Regions from separate parts of the Oryza sativa genome. Here region 2 is linked to region 1. The links are chromatin contacts, called in public ChIA-PET maps. All regions are on one chromosome and are shown on one strand. The core of a region is the stretch at or near the end of the contact, and the rest is flanking DNA. Distances in the headings are between cores, read along the strand shown.

The links. ChIA-PET counts read pairs in DNA pulled down with a chosen protein or histone mark.
Region 2: an RNA polymerase II ChIA-PET map of leaf shows a contact between it and region 1, with 6 times the contacts expected there. The contact joins the promoter of LOC136356732 here to the promoter of LOC4326230 in region 1. A contact is called at or near these places in 2 of 15 Hi-C or Micro-C datasets (leaf and an unstated tissue) and 2 of 4 datasets of contacts at active chromatin or transcription factors (leaf and seedling).

Annotation. Positions count from the first base shown.
Region 1 is chr1:8,609,951-8,613,250 of ASM3414082v1, forward strand. It overlaps LOC4326230 (zinc finger CCCH domain-containing protein 5-like), which reads right to left and starts at 1,358. Exons shown (of 7, transcript NM_001401637.1): 1 at 990-1,358; 2 at 660-841; 3 at 62-130. The coding sequence starts at 1,062.
Region 2 is chr1:8,667,100-8,670,259 of ASM3414082v1, forward strand. LOC136356732 reads left to right here and starts at 1,828. Exons shown (of 3, transcript XM_066310988.1): 1 at 1,828-1,906; 2 at 2,192-2,452; 3 at 2,857-3,160. The coding sequence starts at 2,203. The coding sequence ends at 2,891. It also overlaps the pseudogene LOC107278753.

The DNA of each region.
Region 1 (3,300 bases), core at 108-2,607:
TTTGGGTTTGATATGATCATATGAGTGAGAGCTTGCACAAAATGAGAATCAGATAAATTACCTCACAAACTGGTTGCCCCGGCCGTTCTGGATACTCTGCCGAATGTGTGGTCTTCCCACCTCCATTTAACTAATAAACAAATAACAATATGAATGTTTAAATCAAAAGCAGGATAAAATACCTCGATTTCAATCCATTGTCATGAATTCACAATCATTACACTCTACCTAAGGCTCTAATCTTTACCACCAGTTCAAAGCACATGGTCCATCTACTTGATCCATAAGCAAAACATAGATTAAAAAAGAAAAGGGGAAGCGTTTGCCAACAGAAAAAAAAAGGACCAGACAAGTGGCTAGGCCTGCATGTGGAGCTCAGAATTGTCCACATCAACCATAAGACCGAGACACCAAACTAATCAAGCAAACCATCGCTACCAGCAAAGGCGCAATCAACTTTCACTTCTATGCTCACAAGATAAGATCCCACAGGCCATAAGTAGAATTAATTCTCGGCGAGAGGTTTCAGCTTGAAGCCCCCCACCTCAAAATCAACCGGACGTAATCCAATAGGGCGGTCATTGTCACCGTAGCTAAAGTCAGGAGGTGAAAAAAAAAAAAAGAGGAGTAGAGCAGCGAGAGGGGGAATTGGTGCTCACCACTGCTGCGGCGGCGCGATCGCGCGGGTGGTTGTAGCGGCAGTTCTCCCCGTAGCCGCAAGCCCCCGTGCGGAGGTAGTAGACGCAGTCCGCCTCCCCCGGCCGCTCCGGCAGCCTCCCTGCCGCCACCGCCTCCCCTCCGCCACCCCCGCCGCCGCCCAGCCCCATCCTCCACATCGACTCTGCAGCAAACAAGCACAAAAACCTCACAACGCCGCACACATTCGAGCTCGAGCACACGAAGATCCAAAACCCTAGCACCCCCCCAAACCCAAACCCCAACCAAAACCGCAAGGGCACGGGGTTTGGTCGGGAATTCCGCTTCCGTACCTTCGAGCCCGGTGTCGGTGCTGCCTCCACCTCCTCCTCCTCCTCCCCCCTCCGCCGCCGCGTACGGCTCCATCACCACCACCACCCCAAACCTCTCCGCCCTCCCCCCGCCGCCGCTCCTCCCGCGACCGGCGATCGGAGACAGAATCGGAGGCGAAATTGGAGGCCCGCCTCCTCTTCCCTCCCCACCAAAATCTCGGCGTGGCTTGCTCCTCCTCCTCCTCGTCGCGGCCGCCGTACGGTCGCCTCGAGTCGCGTGGCTTTCTCCTCTCCTCTCCGCGTGAGTGGGACAAGGAGGCGGAGAAACGGTGGTGGAGTAGGCGCCAAGGGGAAAGTGGCAGAGAAGGGAAAGGAAAGGAAAGGAAAGCGAAGGGGGGGGGGGGGGGGAGGGGGGAGGAGGGGGCGAAACGGAAAGAGTAGACGCGTCTCCCTCCCGCATTCAATGCGCGGTCGTCGTGACGGTCGCTGCCATCTGCTGCTGCTGCTGCTGCTGCTGCTGGGTTGGCTGGCAGGTGGGCCCCACCGCGTCACGTGCCCTCTCGCCTCACGAGTAGTAGGAGGACGACGCTGGCTAGCACTAGCAGTAGCAGCCTAGTGGTGATGGTACTGTAGCTATTTCTTGCGTGAGAAGGGAATGGGTTTTCTTTTTTTCCTTTTCGCACAAACTCCTTTGAAAGTGTTTCTTTACACATTTTTTTTCACACAAGATTCTGTTTATTACCCAAACTCTATATTTAGGTGGTGTTTGAATGTCCTGAAGACGAAGATTAAGTGTTTCACGCAAAACGAGGTTATAATAACCTGTGATTAATTGAGTTTTAATTATTCCAAACTTTAAAAATAGATTAATATAATATTTTAGAACAACTTTTATATAGAAAACTTTCGCACTAAACACACCGTTTAGCAGTTTGAAAAATGTGCCCCGAGTATCCAAAATTTAATCCAACTTTTGTTGGAGAAAAGAACACGGCCGTGTTCTTTACATAAATTCAAGCATCACCTCCTTTGTTCTCCAACTTTGTTTACATGTTGAATTTTGATTTATCTTCTGAGTTTGTGCGGTATACTACATACACATAAACTACATGCACATAAGTACAAATTGATAGCCTTATAATAAATGCAAACAAGGAAACCACAAACTTAAAACTGATTTATTATGGTTTTATCGATTAAGCTATACTGGTTAACCCAACTTAGTTTGTTATGCCACTCCACAAACAAAAAGAGAGTGAAAAGCCTTTGGCCATCCTCTCTACGATGAATAAATTATTTTTAATTTTTAAAGGAAATGAAAACCATCCACCAATTCACTCCTGATGCTCGGTGTTGATTCTGGCCGCAAATGAAGCTACGATCCATGAGCATCAATCTCTTGGTTACACATGTTGTTTATTGTTTAGAATTTTTGTATCAATTTTGTGGCTAACATCATCCTCATTAGGATAGCCTTGGTCGTTGCCTCATTGATAAAGACAACATTAATGTCATCAATAATAGAATTTTCCATTGCCAGTGGTTCAAGGTCAACAACCGGTGGATCTGTCCAGTCAATAATAAAGTATGTATGACCAAAACATGGATATTCAATAAAAAACGTGGGTCAAAGTTGTATATGTCAATATCGATGATGATGTTAATGAGATGACAACACTCCCGTCGTGATCAGCAATCTTTTGGCAACATCGACGATATCTGTCGGATGAAACTAGAAATCCATTGGCAAGCTGGCCAAGAAAATGAGCCACATCACCATAAGTGAGAATATGATAGAATCCTCACTATTGTTGAGTTCCTTTAGTGTGATGGTGGTCAAGGATGGATGGTCTTTTATAGTGGCCTATTCAGGCCACCATCGGTTGGCATATGCTGTTGTATATCAGCACAACTAGGCTGATGCTTATCAGCATAAGTTTTTCTATCATCTGATGCTATAGTCTAAGGAGCCAACCGATGGGCTGTTGCTGAAAATCAGCCTTAGCAACAGCCAACCAATGAGGCTGTCAAGTAGTGGCCTATTCAAGGGGTGGCAAAAAGGTGTGCATGTGTGCTACAATGTTAAGTGTGCCACAGTGTGCCACCAAGAAATGTGAGCTTTGGTAGGACAAACACACAAGGAAACACACAAAAAGGGCAACTCTCCATGCTGAGACAATTTCAAATGGTCTAAAAGAAGTCTCATAATCTACACTCCTCGCCTAGAAACATGATAAAGATCACCTTAATATTTGTAGCATAGGGACATTTTAGATATGGCTTGAGGTGATTTTAGAAATATGTGCAAAATTGTGTGGCAAAGACATTTTGG
Region 2 (3,160 bases), core at 578-3,077, 58 kb after region 1:
AAAAATCTTTCGAGTGAGATATAGCAAAAGGGAGTAACTATACATCTTTCGAAAGATTTTTATAATCGTATCACACAGATTTTTAATCTTTAGATTAAAATCCGATAGATATAATAAAAAGCAAAAAGCAATTAAGAAACACCATAATGGACACTAAATTACCATATCCTCAATAAAAAGACCAAATCCAATACAAAATTTAAAATTTACATGCGAAGATTCAAAAATTACAGTGTAACTTACAAAAGTTACAGTGTAAGTTTCATAAATTACACTGTAACTTACAAGAAAATGCACTGTAAATTTGAGTAAGAAAATCGAGTGAGAGATAAGAAAAAATCTTTCGAGTGAGATATAGCAAAATCGATAGCAAAATCGTAATAAAAAATGGTGTGACCCACGTGGGCCCACACGTCATCCTCACTACTCTCTATCCCCTCTCTCTCTCTCTCCCTCTTCTCTTTCTCCAGCCGGCGGAGCGTGGTGGGCGGCGGCCGGAGCGGCGGCAGAGCAGAGGGATGGAGGAAGAGAGGGGCGAAGCGGGGCGGGCGGCGGCCGGAGCGGCGGCGGAACGTGGGCGGAGCGGCGGCCGTACCGGTGCACCACGCGCATCACCCCCTCATAGTTCCACATCAGCCCTGACAGTGATGCCGCGCCGAGGTGTAGCGGCAGGTGCCTGCACACCACCGCAGTTTCCCGCCACAGCACCGACCCCGCAGCACGCCGTCGAGCCACCGCAGCTGCGCCTCACAGACGGCACCGTTGAACATCACGAACCGCCTGGCCACGCCGGCAAGGCCGCTCGGGTTGTTCTTGTCCGTGTTCGGGTTCCTCTTGTCCAAGAATCTCCCCGCTGCCGCGGCCATCGGGTGGTCGCGCGACCATCCCACGGCGTTGAAGTCGTACGCGTCGAGGAAGCGGTCAAACTCGGCGACGACGGCCTGGACGGCCAGCAGCGACCTGTCCTTGGGGCAGAAGCCGTCGACGATGTCACCGAAGTTGACACAAAAGCGGACGGCGCCACCGCCGCCGTCATTGGATGCTTGTGGTTGTGGGCATTCCAGGAGCGGACGGCTCTCTGGAGGACGGTGAGGCTGTGGCGGTAGTAGCGGGGGACGCCGAGGAAGGAGCGGCCGTCGGGGATGTCAGTGTGCTGGGCGTCGGCGTTCGGCGGCTGAACCAGCATCGGTCGTCGTTGCCGAATGATTGCCAATCGGCCGACGACCACCACAAGTTTGTCTTCCTCTCCGGCGAGCGGTGACCACTGGCCAGTGACCAAGAGAGGGGAGGAGGAAGAGGAGTATCCGCCGCGTCCACCGCTCGTGTCGAGGTGGACGATGTCGCCGAAGCGTCTCCAAGTCGGCGCGCTCTGCCCCTTTTCCCCGCCGGCCACTGCTCATCGTCCCGCCGCCAGGTTGGCCGCCGCCGCATGGATCCCGCCGCTGGGTCGCCGCATTGGGAGAAGGAGGAGACGGCAAGAGACAGCGAGATTGGGGAGGAGACGTGGGTCCCACTATAAATAGTTTATTTTTAGTCGAACAGTCACTTACACGTGGGTCCTAGTTTTTTTTTTTTTGCCACGTCAAACGAAACCAGGGACTATACTGCCGAGGGACCTTATTTGCACGGGTTTTATAAGTTGGGGATGCGTTGTATCTGGTTTTGTGCTGCAGGGACGAAAATCGGACTAAGAGACAAATAAAGGGACCTAAAGTGAACTTATGCCTTCTTTGTTACAGTTTGTCAGCGCTGCTGCTGAGACGGCCCAGGCCCACGGCCCACATTCCTCCTCTCTCTTTCTCTCTCGCTTCTCCAACGCCACACAGCGAGAAAAAAACGCAACAACGCTGGCGACCTTCCTGACGACGCCGACGAGCTCGACCTCCCCGACGGTGAGGCGATCCAGGTCAGCTCCGCGCCTCCTCCTCCTCCTCCTCCTCCACATCCCCTCGCCCCGCCCCTCCGCCGCCGCCGCCGCCGGTCCTCTGCCTCCCAGGCCATCCCTCTAAGACCATGGAATCCATCCCCCACTTCCTCTCCCCCGGAAACCCTAAACCCAAACCCCCATTGCCGCGTTCAGACATTCGCGGATTAAGGTTTTCGGGCCTAGTGGGACGTGGTGTTTGGAGCTGCCACTCACTTTCTCAGATAGTGTTTGGAGCTTGGTTCTGATTAACATTGATGCATACAGGCGTTTTCAGGATGGGCAGTGAGGACACAAAAGATATGCTGAAGAATGTGGACTGGAAAACAGTTGGTGGTTCGGTGAGCACCGACCCAAGCCAACCAGTTGTTAAAAAGCGTCTCCCGAAGAAAATCAGACAAGTTCCTGAATGCTATTTTCTGCCTCGGCGATCTTTGCCTTCTGCATTGGCAATCTATGGCGCTGCGTGTGCTGCTGGAGTTGGCGCAGGGATGCTGCTTGAGGTTTGGATAAACAAAAAGATCAAAGGTGCATTCTTGTTTTATTTGGTAGCAGGAGGGGCCATTCAACTTAGGAAAAGTCTATACGTACTAACTTTTTCTTACTAAATTTTTACTAACACTGACATGTCATGCTATGAGTCCATCTAGATTTTTTATAACTTCCATCTGCTTAAATCAAACGGTTGATATGATTGTTAGTACAAATTTAGTAAGAAAAAATTAGTACGTGTAGCAGTGCTCTTCAACTTACGTTCTTGCAAAGTAACTGTTTTCTTGAAAACTTATGATGTTGTATTATACAATTGAAAGCATTACTCTTCTTTTGTCTTGGATAATGTTGGGTTGAACAATTGAAAGCATGTAACACCTTTTTGTTTGTTGCCTGTATATTTTTGTACATATACTTACTCTTCTTACTTGCTGATGCAGAGGACAGTGCCATTGTCTGGGAAATGGGCAAATGATTTGATTGCTACCTCTGAAGAGTTCTCCTTGCTCGTGTTCAGCTGCTAAAGCTGCATCTCAGAAATAATCTTAGCTATATTGGTTCTGATTATCTTTTGATTCCCAGACAAAGTAAAACTATCCTTTCTAATGTATGACACTGCCTTACATCTACATTTCTGGTTTCATTTTGAATGCTAGCATAACAGTATGGTGTAACAGGAAATATCAGAAATAACGGTGTTACGGAATGAGCCATTTCTGTTTGGCATTATCAGTTGTACGAATT